Linked DNA regions of Mus musculus: all the other regions are linked to region 1. A link is a contact called in public HiChIP or PLAC-seq and promoter capture Hi-C data. All regions are on one chromosome and are shown on one strand. Each heading gives the region's core, a stretch centred on a gene start, on an enhancer-like site or on the middle of the called end of the contact. The rest is flanking DNA. Distances are from core to core; before and after follow the strand shown. Region 1 holds the start of Rp9 (retinitis pigmentosa 9 (human)). Region 2 holds the start of Cnn1 (calponin 1). Region 3 holds the start of Acp5 (acid phosphatase 5, tartrate resistant).

Region 1 (3,847 bases), core at 792-3,291:
GCCATCTTGCTGGCCCAGAATATCTGATTTTAAAAATGCCGCTAATGTTGCTGCCTTACGTTTCATACAGAACTGTCCCGTGGTGCTGGAGAGATGTCTCAGTGGTTAAGAGTACTTGTTGCTCTGGCAGAGGGCCCAAGTTTGGGTCCCAGCACCCACATGGCTGCTCACAACTACAAGTCCAGTCCCAAGGGGTTCAATGAAGTCTTCTGGCTTCATCGGGCACCAGGCATGCAGGAGATGCAAGTACATACGTGCAGGCAAGATATTCATAATAAATAGATCTTTTAAAAAATGTTCAATTAGGGGCTGGAGAGATGGCTCAGAGGATAAGAGCACTGACTGCTCTTCCAGAGGTCCTGAGTTCAAATCCCAGCAACCACATGGTGGCTCACAACCATCCATAATGAAATCTGATGTCCTCTTCTGGTCTGTCTAAAGACAGCTACAGTGTACTCATGTACTTAAATAAATCTTTTTAAAAAATGTTCAATTTTTTTTTTTTTGGTTAGGATCAAATTTGCAACAATTTCTGAAATGGCCCTAAACATACTCCTACTATTATCGTATATTCTATGTACTTATGCATAGTGACAGTGGTGTGAAAGCTTCAACAATTATAAAATCAAAATATAAAATCATTCTGAAAAATGTTGAAGATGTTCTACATCCTTCATCATTCAAATATGCAGCCAAGATTAAATTGTGTAAAAATAAACAAGTAATCTATCTCATTAGTATTCAATTTTGCTTTTGTTTTTAATCAATGGTAAAACTGCATATATAAGAACTGCTTTAAACACATTTCCTTATGTCTTATTATCAGTAAGTGTTTGACTTGTATCCCCTATTTTACATACCCATACTCATGCAGTAGTGTGAAAATTTCCTAGGTGAAGGAGGTCACATGTAGAGAAATTTAATTTAAGAGGGCGCTCTAGTCTAAGGTGGGAGGCTCATGAGCCCTTCCTTGTCTTAGACACGAACAGGATGCCTGGGGTTGTGGGCATATAAGAGGGAAAACTCCATACTGAAACACCATCACTGAAAGAAGAAAATAACACACAAACAATGTGCCAGTGATGTGTCAAGCATAGATAAAATGATCAAAGGTGGCGGGCAGGTGAGGTAATATGCAGGCGCGCGCGCGCGCACACACACACACACACACACCACACACACACACACACACACACACACACACACGGAGACTTGTTTGCATAAGATACACACAGGGAAACTTGTCTTCAAACACACACACGAAATGTCTGCATAACAAACATCTTCTACAGTCTCCTACAATGTCCTGTCCTCACCACGCTCAGCGTCCCCAAACCTCTCCTCCCCGGTTCTGACTTTTACCTCGGTTTAGTTTGTGGACGGGAGGCCCGCCACCTTCCCTCACCTACATGCGACTCTACACTACAGTCGTCGCAGGTCATCGGGCTCCACCCTCAGGCCCGGCTGCGGGTCCGCTGCCTTCCCGCGCGTCTCCCGCAGTTTCCACCCTGAGCTTCCCGCCGATGCCGTCCGTGGTAGTGGACAGAGGCTGGCGTCCTTCGACCCCCAGGGGCTCCGAGCTCGGCTTCCGGACGCGTCAACTGCCATTGCCACGGTCGCCGTGGCGGGGACAGTGGCCGGCCTCCCTCCTCGCGTCCTTCCGCCGCCCTCGAGCAGAGGGAGCCGGGGGCTCGCCAGGCCGCGACGCCCACCCGTCGGCGGCGGCCCGCACCGCCCGCACCCGGCCCAGCCGACTCACAAGGACTCCAGGTGCTTGAGCTGCTGCAGCTGCTGCGCGTCGTGCCGCCGCCGTTTCTGCTCCCGCCGCCGCTGCAGCTCGTGCTCCGGCGGCTCCCGCGGCCGCCGAGACCCGGCCCCGGACGACATCGCGACCCGAGGCGGGCTTAGAAGGTGGAAAGTCGCCTCTTCCTCCCCGCAGCGCAACCCCACCAACGTCCCACCGGCCCGTGCCGCAGAACGCCGACAGGGAACGTGCAGCCAGGCCCCCGCGGCCCTGAGGCCTGCGGGAACCTTAGCTGAGAGGGGCGGGGCGGGCCGGGGCGGGGCGAAGGCGGGCGGGGCCCGAGGGCTTCCGGGTGCTCCAAGTCGCCTGCAGGCCACACCCACTTCTGCGACTCGTTGCTTTCTATTTTTTTTTTTTTTTTATATTATGAAGGTTTTAAGTATTTGTGGGTGGGCAAGGTGTCAAAGGTCTTTAATATCAGCACGCAGGAGGCAGAAACACTGACCTGTGAGTACGAGGTCAAGCTAGTAAAGTCAGAGACCTGGGGAGATCCTGTTACAAAGGAAAAAGAGAAAAGATTTTATTTCTACGTATATATTTGGGGTGGTGGTGCAGGGGTGGAGTTCGGTAGTTGCCCAGAATTCAGAAGAGGACGATGGCTCTCTAGAATTGGAACTGTGGGCTATATGAGCCACCCTATGCTGGGAACCGAACTCTGGTTCTCTGCAAAAGCAGTATGGCCTTCTAAACTAAAAGCCTTTTGGCTGCTACTTGTTACCTATGGATTCATCCATTCTGGGAAGAAAACAACGTTCTCTATAAAATCTTCAGTTTCCCAGACTATGCGAATTCGTAGTAAAAACACAGACCAATATATTCATAATATTTTATACCAAGATTTTTGGTGATGCAAATAAAAAATAAAAGCAGACACACAGTATCCTGCAGAGGAGCATCCTTTTTTAAAACTTGCTCTTCCTCCTTTGCTCCTATAAGCGGTGTCTCAGGCCGGAAGCTCCACTCGGAGCGTTCCAAGTTAGGTCTCTACACTTATCCAAAGGTAGCAAAGAGGAACGACCGAGAAAAAGAAAGAAAGGTATTAGGCTGGCATTTTGGTACTCAGCAGAGGCAGGCAGTTCTCTATGAGTTCAATCTGGTCTGTGCTGCTAAATCTTTTTTGTTTGCTTGTTTTATTTATTTATTATTATTATTATTATTATTATTATTATTATTATTATTATTATTATTTTGGTTTTTCGAGTCAGGGTGTAGCCCTGGTTGTCCTGGAACTCACTCTGTAGACCCGGCTGGCTTCGAACTCAGAAATCCGCCTGCCTCTTCCTCCCAAGTGCCTGGATTAAAGGTGTGCACCACCTGCTGCTAATTCTACCAGCCATAAGCAGAGCCTGACTCCCAGTGCGGGAGGGGCAACAAAAGGATACTAATCACTGTGGCCCACACTGAGAAAATAGAGATGAGTTTCACAGCCTATTTCCAGATAACTGGCACGAGGTTTTAGGATGTAAGGAGGGGAAGATTTGAGGCAGGGATCAGCTACCAACAATTAAATATTGGTCAAACCATGTTATGATTGGTTATTTCAATCATTGTCTTGCAAGGTAGTCACATATACCTCATTACTTGAGGGGACAATCTGTTTCCCATGAAGGTGACTGCTCCACTGTGATGGGGTGGGAACTGGGGACAGCTTCCTGGATGATCTCATTCAGAATGATCTGTTTGTGATGCTCTCACCGTTCCTGGACTCTAAAGCTGATGGTTGGGAAGGGGCCTTTTCCCAGGTCTGGAATAGGCCTCTGTAAAATCTGACAGTAAAATACCGTAGTTACTTTTTGTGCCTTAAATATTGGAGAGGGAGCAGATAGACTAGATAAATTCAGGGTTAATCAATCTCATGTCTCCTGTTTTTAGGTAAAACAACCAACTGATTAGGGTCTGAGGCATGCTACGCTACCATTCAATAAGTATCCCAACTTAAATGAAAATAAAAGTAAAATAAAAATGTCTTGGGGTTGAGAGGTGGCTCAGCAGTTAAGAGGGCATGCCATTCTTGCACTGGGCCTGGGATTGGTTCCCATACAT
Region 2 (3,847 bases), core at 465-2,964, 370 kb before region 1:
CACTGATCTGTTCAGCATCTGGAAGCATCTTCAGTCTACACTGTTTGCTTGCAGTGGACAGTGAGTTATACTTGAAGATTGTCACATGCTGGGTAAGGGCTTGTCACTGAGGCTTGTCCACTGACATGTGTCCCCAACCCATACCAAAAACCAAACTTATTATTATTTATTATTGTTGAGACAGGGTCTTGCCATGCAACTTTGGCTTGTCTGGAACTCCCTGTGATCTGCCTGCCTCTGCCTCCTGAGTGCTGGGATTAATGGTGTGGCCCTCCATGCCTTGCCAGATGTGCCCTTTATATATGGCCAACAAATTGCAGGTTCTAAAGTGCCATTAATGCATAGAAGACTGATGTCATGTCCTTGACATGATGTGGGTGGAGCATCCAACTCCATGGTCCAGATGAGAGCTGTCTAGATCTGTACTTACAGACCAGCCTGATTTGGATAGAGATAGGGGCGTGTTCGTGGCCCAAGACCTGTTAACCTGGCCCCAGGGGCTCAGGTGGCCAGTGAATGGATATTGGAACCAGATCCAGGATATTTCCTTGTTTGTTTTTTCATTTCAAATAGCCCAGACTGGTCTTGAACTCATGTAGCTAAGGATGACCTTGTACTTCTGAGCATCCTGCCTATTCCTCCTGGGTGCTGGGATTACACACACAAATTACCAGGCTTGGTTTATGTGGTCCTGGGGATTGAGCCTAGGGTTTGTGGATGGAAATGCTCTACTAACAAATCTATGTCCTAGCCTCACCCTTTAAAAATGTCTCATTACATGTGTGTGTGTGTGTGTGTGTGTGTGTGTGCGTGCATGTGTGGCTTGTTCTCTCATTCTATTGAGTCCCGGAGTTCAAACTCTAGACATCAAACTTGTTGGTAAACACCTTACCATTTTAAACTAATGTGTGTGTGTGTGTGTGTGTGTGTGTGTGTGTGTGTGTGTGTGTGAGAGAGAGAGAGAGAGAGAGAGAGAGAGAGAGAGTCAGTCTCAAGGCCAGGCTGTGCTGGAATTCTGTGTAGCCCAGGCTGGCCCCAAACTCTCAGGCATCCTTTTGCTTCAGGTTCTCAAGTGCTAGGATTGCAGGCACGGGTCATCTACGAGCTTAGATCTAGGTTCTTTGCTGTTCCAATTCCTTATGAGTGACTGGAGAGGACAGAACTGGGTACTAGATTCTTCAAAGAAATAAAGCTTTGCTGAAGTTCTCCTTTGTGCCAGCTTTCATACTGGGCACCCTGGAGGTGACATTTCCTCCCTGCCCTTTACTGCACCCTTGTGAGGCAAGCACAGTTGTTAGCCCCTCTAGAGATTTGGCAATAGGGTCCCATAGAGGGGAAGGCTCTGTGTAGAGGGTTGGTGAATGGAGGTCTGTCAGATCATCTTGCTATGCTAGGGGCTTGGGTGGGGGTGCAGCGGTTCTGTCTTGGGACTGAAGAAGGAGATCAATGACCTCTGAGATAAGGAGTCTCAGAGACGGGACAGTTGGCATGGGGAGAAGGGTGGAAAAGGGGTGGGCTGTATGAGAACCCCTCTCCCAGAATAAGGCATTCAGCCCCCTAGGTGGAAACAATGACACAGTCAGCTCCCAATACCAAGGCTCTGACATCAGGAGGTGGGGGTGGCCAGAGTATGTGTGGGGTGCCACGCCTCTTGGCAGCCCCCGTGGCCAATGGGACAGGCTTGGAAGAGCCCAGGGCTGGCTTCTGGAGCTTCAAAAACGTGTGAGGAGGGAAGAGGGTGCAGACGGAGGCTCGGCTGCCTGTTGCGCTTGTCTGTGTCATCTGCACCTCTGCTTTGCCAGAGCCCCCTGGCCAGCATGTCTTCTGCACATTTTAACCGAGGTCCTGCCTACGGCTTGTCTGCTGAAGTAAAGAACAAGGTAAGGCTGGAAGGACTGACAAACACCCCGCCGGGACAGAGCCCTGTTCCCCAAAATCCCTCCTACCTGTGTCACGTGTCCTAAGACCTGAGAAGTTAACGGTAGGGGCTGTTTTTCTGTCCTTTCAACACCCCAGAGCCCTCAGTTGCTTCAGGGGTGAAGTGAGGGGACCCCATGATCTATACATAGAAATAATCAGAGTGCTGCAAAGCTTCCGCACCTGCTCAGACTCCTTGGTCAATCTTCTTGTTCCTGGGAGGGATGTAAGGAGAAGGGACAGATCCCTAGCTTTAAAAAAAAAAACCAAAAAACAAAACAAAACTCTGCCGGTCTGCAGAGCTAAAAGATATTGAGAGATAGCATCTTCCTGTCATGGATGGGTAAACTGAGGCTTAGAAAGGAGAAACAAGGATCTAGGGCGCCAGGTAAGGCAAGTGCAAAGCTTTAAACCGTCTCCACAACTAGGTGGGCAAGCCTCTCAGGACAGGGGACTGCACGGAGGGAGAGAGACAGTCCCATTTGACAGAAGGGAACACTGAGGCACTTTCTTTCCAGGGCGAGGAGCAGGGATTGGGACCTGGATCCGGTTAGGGTATCCTAGGGGCTGGAGTTCAGGGAGTGTGGGGGCGGGTGCTCTGCCAGAGACTGATGGCAGCGCCGCCCCCTCCCCCCAGCGCCGGCCCCAGAGTCGCAGAGGAGCCGCCGCGCCTTATAAGGCGGCCTTGGGCAGCCCGGGCCCGCGCTATATAAGGGCCGGTTTGCTTTATAAAGCCGGGCTGGTGAGGAGGGGGGCAGCAGGGCTGGGGCCAGGTAAGGGGCTGCATCCCTCCTCTCCCCATGCAGAAGTGAAGCATCCCTCTATCTCACCGCCACCAGGGTCTGGGAGGCTAGCATGCAGAAGGATTGCAGAAAGGACTTGAAGCAGTCTTGGAGACTGGAGACAGGAGACAGGAGAGCAAGCCAGGAGGGAGATAAGAGCTAAGAGGTTGAGAAAGAGTGTGCAGAATCCCACCCCTACCCGGGAAGATGGGATAAGAGCTGAAGCTAAAAAAAAAAAAAAGCCATGGGTCCCACAGTTCTTCAGACATGGGACCCTCAAGACTGAGTGAAAGATAATATAGAGAGTTGGAAAACAACGAGAGACCAAGTGGGACTGAGGACAGACCTAAAGAAACATAGACAGTCAAGGGTTTGGAGGGTGACAAGATGCTCTCATTTCTAACTAGAGATTGTATGCACAATGACCTGGGAGAACATGGAGGGATTGAGCAACGCGGTGGGGAGGGGGGGGCTTCTTCTTAGGGTTCCTCCCCACCCCCAGTGTAAGGCATTTCCCCTTCCAACAGGAGAGTGGGGAGGGCTGGGTCAGGGGAAGCTAAGACCCAAGTTTGGCTTGGAGGGGAAACCAAGGAGCCAAGCGCCGCCTCACCCCCACCCCCCAGCTTCAAGGATCTGGCTTTCCAGCCCCCTCTTGTCTATTCATTGGTGCCAAACCTCAGAATGCCCGGAATGGCCCCCTGGGCAGGTGCCACCTCAACCCTGGCCCTCAGCCTCCCCCCAACACCCCTCCCCTACTGTGGACACTAAGACAGGATTGCCTTAGTTGGGATGAGGTAGGAGATCCGACCTATCCGGGCAGGGCTGGCCAGGCTCGGGGAAAGCCAGAGCCACTCTATTGCCTGGGTCCTCATCACCTGCTCTGTGTGCCTGTCTCCTCCTCAGCTGGCCCAGAAATACGACCATCAGCGGGAGCAGGAGCTGAGAGAGTGGATTGAGGGGGTGACAGGCCGGCGCATCGGGAACAACTTCATGGATGGCCTCAAAGACGGGATCATTCTTTGCGAGTGAGTGATGTTCTTAGGGTGCAGGACCTGCCCCCTAGCCCAGCAGCCCCTCTCCAGAAAACCCCTCAGCATCCCCTGGTGACCCCCAGCCTGGAGCTGGAGTTACACACTGATATTTGATGC
Region 3 (3,847 bases), core at 869-3,368, 340 kb before region 1:
AATGGAAGCCCGAGGTACCCAAAGGCATCCTTCTGCCTTCTGCTCTCCCCAGAGGAAGGTCCCAGTGTGAAGTGACCTCACCGCTGTCACCTCTGACCCTGCTGTTGAGCACATACCTGGAACCTCTTGTCGCTGGCATCGTGCACTCCAGTGAAGTAGAAATTGTCCCCCAGAGACATGATGAAGTCAGCGCCCATCGTCTGCACGGTTCTGGCGATCTCTTTGGCATTGGCCATTTCCCGGGCTGTGTGGAATGGGGCATTGGGGACCCCTCCCCAGTCGCCCACAGCCACAAATCTCAGGGTGGGAGTGGGGGCTGTACCGTGGGTCAGGAGTGGGAGCCATATGATTTGTAGGCCCAGCAGCACCACCCATGAATCCATCTGTGAGGAAGAGAGGGAGTTCAGAGTCTCTGGTGAGGACAGAGAGCGAGACCCTGGTCCAAGCAAAGAAAGACTAGCCCGCTGAGCCTGGTCTCACGGTGCATGCCTATAAACTCAGGCACTACCATGGAGGTGGAGCAACTGGACCAGAAGTTCAAGGCCAGCCTCAGCTACATTGGGAAGTTTGAAAAATGGAAACAGAAAGTCTGAGATAAAGACATAAGACCGGTCTTAAGACACACACACACACACACACACACACACACACACACCCTAGCCATCTACAGCCGTCAGTTCCACAGACACACCAGTAGCAATTGGGCCTGCAAGGAGCTGAGGAGCTGGGAAGGTGGCCCCCACAGGCCTCTTCCACCTCGCTCCTCTGACACTTACCCTGGAGGAAGCACAGGTGGTCAGAGAGGCTGCAAGAGGCAGTTAAGCTCCTGGACCAAAAGCGGTGATCACCGAGTCTTTATTCTCTGGGGCAGAAGTGCATCATTGGGAAAGATGATGCATTTTCTCCGAGGATTGTCCAGAAGCCCTCCCCTTGGGTCATGTGAGCACTGGACTTCCCCAGAACTGGAAATGGGGCTGGGGCGGGGGCACCCAGGCCAGACTGAGCCGTGAAAAGTTTCTCGAAGCCAGCACAGTCAGCCAGGGTCTGATGGTAATGTGTACTGGGCATCTGTAGGTCCCGAGTTTGACTGTTCACTGCACTGAGGCTGTTCTAGGCTGAACGTCTGTGTTTTCACACCCTTGGCTGTCTGTAACTCGCTGTCACTTTTTCTGGGTGGGTGTCTCGACTCTAGCATGGGAACCTCAGTGGCTTGCCTGTGACATACACTCCAATTATTTTTTTTTTTTTGTTTTTGTTTTGAGACAGTGTCTCAAGAAGCCCAGGCTATCCCTAACTTCCTCCCTGGGTAGCCAAAGATGAGCCACTTCCAAGTGTTGGAATTACAGGCCTAAATAATTCCTCTGTGGCGCCCATGTAACAGCCCCCTGTCTCCTCTGTGTTTTGTAAGTCCTAGTGCAAATTGTGTATCTGGAGTCATCTAAGTGTGGGACTGTCTCCGAGTTCCCCCTCGCCATCATAAACAGCAGCAATAACTGCCTTTTCCAGGAAGTTCTGTCCACACTCTTCCATGGCCTTTCCCACACCCGGTTTCCAGCCTAAGGAACTTCCAGAAGGCACACACCACGTGGCTGGCTGTAGCCTTTTGACCTTGGCACCTACAGCAGTCAGCTGCAGGCTGTTTCGACCGCAGAGCCCAGCGCTGTGGTGGGTGTGGCCAGCTTCCCACCTCCTCCCCTCCCTCCTTAACTTCACAAGCCGCCCAATCTTTCCAGACTCCTTCCTTGAACACTCACCACCAACCCCTCCGGTCCCTGCAAGCTCGGATTCTGGAATCTCTCGTTCCGTGCTTTGCATAAAGGCTCAGAGAGGGTCAGCGACTCACCCCAGGTCACCCAGCGAAGAGTTTGCCTTGCATTCCCCACTCGCACCTCTCAGTAGAGGCGAACAGGAAGGAAGTGGGGTGGCCCCAACAGACAGAGACCCCCTCCCCCGTGGGAGGCAGAGCAAGGGCCTGGCGGGCGAGTCTCACCTTGGCGGTGGGTCCAGGACAAGCTGTGCTACCCAACTGAGCTGCGGATTCGCGGCGGGTCGCTCCGGGCTGCACGAGTTGGGAAGAGGCGGCGCGGGCCAGCCTTCGCCCACGGCTCCCTGCCTGCCCTACAGAGTCCAGAGTTGCAGAGGGCGGGTGCCTCGGTTTCCCCGCCCCAATCCTGCCTCAGCCATTACCTGGCGCCTCGCCTCCAAGGTTCAGAGTCCCAGGAGTTAAGGGAGACCCGGGACCTGATTTCAATACCACCTGCCTTCGACTTTTGGGGTGCTCACAGCCTCTGGTGGCCGCGCAGGGGAGGTCCAGCCCCGGACTGAGCCAGGCTCGGTCTCCCGGTCTTTAAAATGGGTGAGAAGATACCAGGCTGGTGGCAGGTCAGCGGTGGAGGGCTTGCTTGGCCCCAGAGCGGCTCGGGTTCCATCCCAGCAGTGGGTTTGGGGCGCGCGGGGGGGCGGAGGAGGGGATTTGACTGAGCTATCTGTGCCAGATAACAGCCACCTGTAAAACAGGCCTTCAAGATTGATCGGGAGAGAAGGAATTTAGGCAGAGAGGGACCCAGAGGGGCGGAGCAAAGCCATCCTCTTCCGCACACTGCAGGTCTTTCCTGTTATTTCAAACAAGAAATTTTGCCGGTTTGCAGGGAGGCTGGGGTGTGACTCAGTTGGTAGAGTGCGTGCCAACACGTACGAAGCCCTAGGTCACAGACGCAGGCCGGTATACACCAGGTGCGCAGTGTAACCCTGGGCCGTGGAGGTCAGAGGGTCAAGAGTTCATGATAAATCTCAGCTCCATAGCAAGTTCAAGACCTGAGACTGTCTCATTCATAAATAAATAGGTTGTCCTTAGAATTCCACAAAATAAAGCTGGGCCAGAATGGGACTCACTTCTTTAATCCCATCACTCGAGAGGCGGAAGCAGATCTCTGAGTTAAAAGGCGGCCTGATCTATATAGCAAGTTCCAGGATATCCACAGCTACACAGAGAAACCCTGTCTCTAAAACCAAAACAAAACCTAAACAGAACAACAAAGGAATCCCAAAGAATAAAGTCTGGCGATGGGCCTTCGAGATGGCTCAGAGCGGCACTTTCTGGCAAGACTTGAGAGCCTGAGTTCCATCAGGTTTCCGGAAGGAGAGCACCGGCTCCCAAAAGTTGTCCTCTGACCTCCACATCCGGGTTGTTGCCCTACCAATAATAAGTAAGTAAATAAATGTAATAAAGATTTAAAGAGTCCTGGTGTGGTAGATCATGTCTGTTAATGGCAGGAGGATTGGAGTGAGTTTGAGACAACTGGGCTAAATAGGGAGGACTGGGTCAGCCTGGGCTAAAGTGTGAGATCCTGTCTAAAAAATACACTTCCCCAAAAAATGAATTCCTGAGAAAAAGAACATAATCCCAGGGGTTGCTATCTTTCACATGCCCAGTGCACTCATAACTGTACACTGCTCCAGTGGTTATCTCTCACATAGCCCAGTGCACTCATAACTGTACACTGCTCTTGCAGAGGACCAGGTTTGGTTCCCAGGACACATGCGGGGAGGCTCACAACTGCCTGTAACTTCAGCTCCAGGTCAACTGATGCCTCTGCAGGCCTCCGAAGGCACCTGCACTTGTGTGCATATAGACTCACACAGGCACCTGCACAAGTGAAAAGAATAAATAAATCTACACACTCCTAGAGACCTGCCGGTAGTTAACAGGTACCGAAGGATGGAGAGGCAGTTTCTTCAGTGGTGAGATTCCCATGCTCCTGTAAGCAAGCCTTAGGAAACTCACGCGCACACACACACACACAGTGCGCACATGCGTGCATGCACGCGCACACACACACACACACAC

Evidence for each region. HiChIP or PLAC-seq counts read pairs in DNA pulled down with a chosen protein or histone mark. Capture Hi-C pulls out chosen DNA fragments and counts their contacts.
Region 2: a promoter capture Hi-C map of adipose tissue shows a contact between it and region 1. The contact joins the promoter of Cnn1 here to the promoter of Rp9 in region 1. A contact is called at or near these places in 2 of 39 promoter capture datasets (neural stem cells and pre-B cells) and 2 of 9 other capture datasets (adipose tissue and pancreatic islet).
Region 3: a FOXA1 HiChIP or PLAC-seq map of pancreatic cancer cells shows a contact between it and region 1. The contact joins the promoter of Acp5 here to the promoter of Rp9 in region 1. A contact is called at or near these places in 1 of 39 promoter capture datasets (erythroid cells), 1 of 484 Hi-C or Micro-C datasets (embryonic stem cells), 2 of 115 datasets of contacts at active chromatin or transcription factors (bone marrow-derived macrophages and pancreatic cancer cells) and 2 of 9 other capture datasets (adipose tissue and pancreatic islet).

What each region holds. Positions count from the first base shown.
Region 1 is chr9:22,466,315-22,470,161 of GRCm38.p6, forward strand. Rp9 (retinitis pigmentosa 9 (human)) reads right to left here and starts at 2,042. Exons shown (of 6, transcript NM_018739.2): 1 at 1,760-2,042. The coding sequence starts at 1,887.
Region 2 is chr9:22,097,539-22,101,385 of GRCm38.p6, forward strand. It overlaps Cnn1 (calponin 1), which reads left to right and starts at 1,715. Exons shown (of 7, transcript NM_009922.4): 1 at 1,715-1,880; 2 at 3,603-3,724. The coding sequence starts at 1,818.
Region 3 is chr9:22,129,747-22,133,593 of GRCm38.p6, forward strand. Acp5 (acid phosphatase 5, tartrate resistant) reads right to left here and starts at 2,119. Exons shown (of 5, transcript NM_001102404.1): 1 at 1,991-2,119; 2 at 117-383. The coding sequence starts at 383.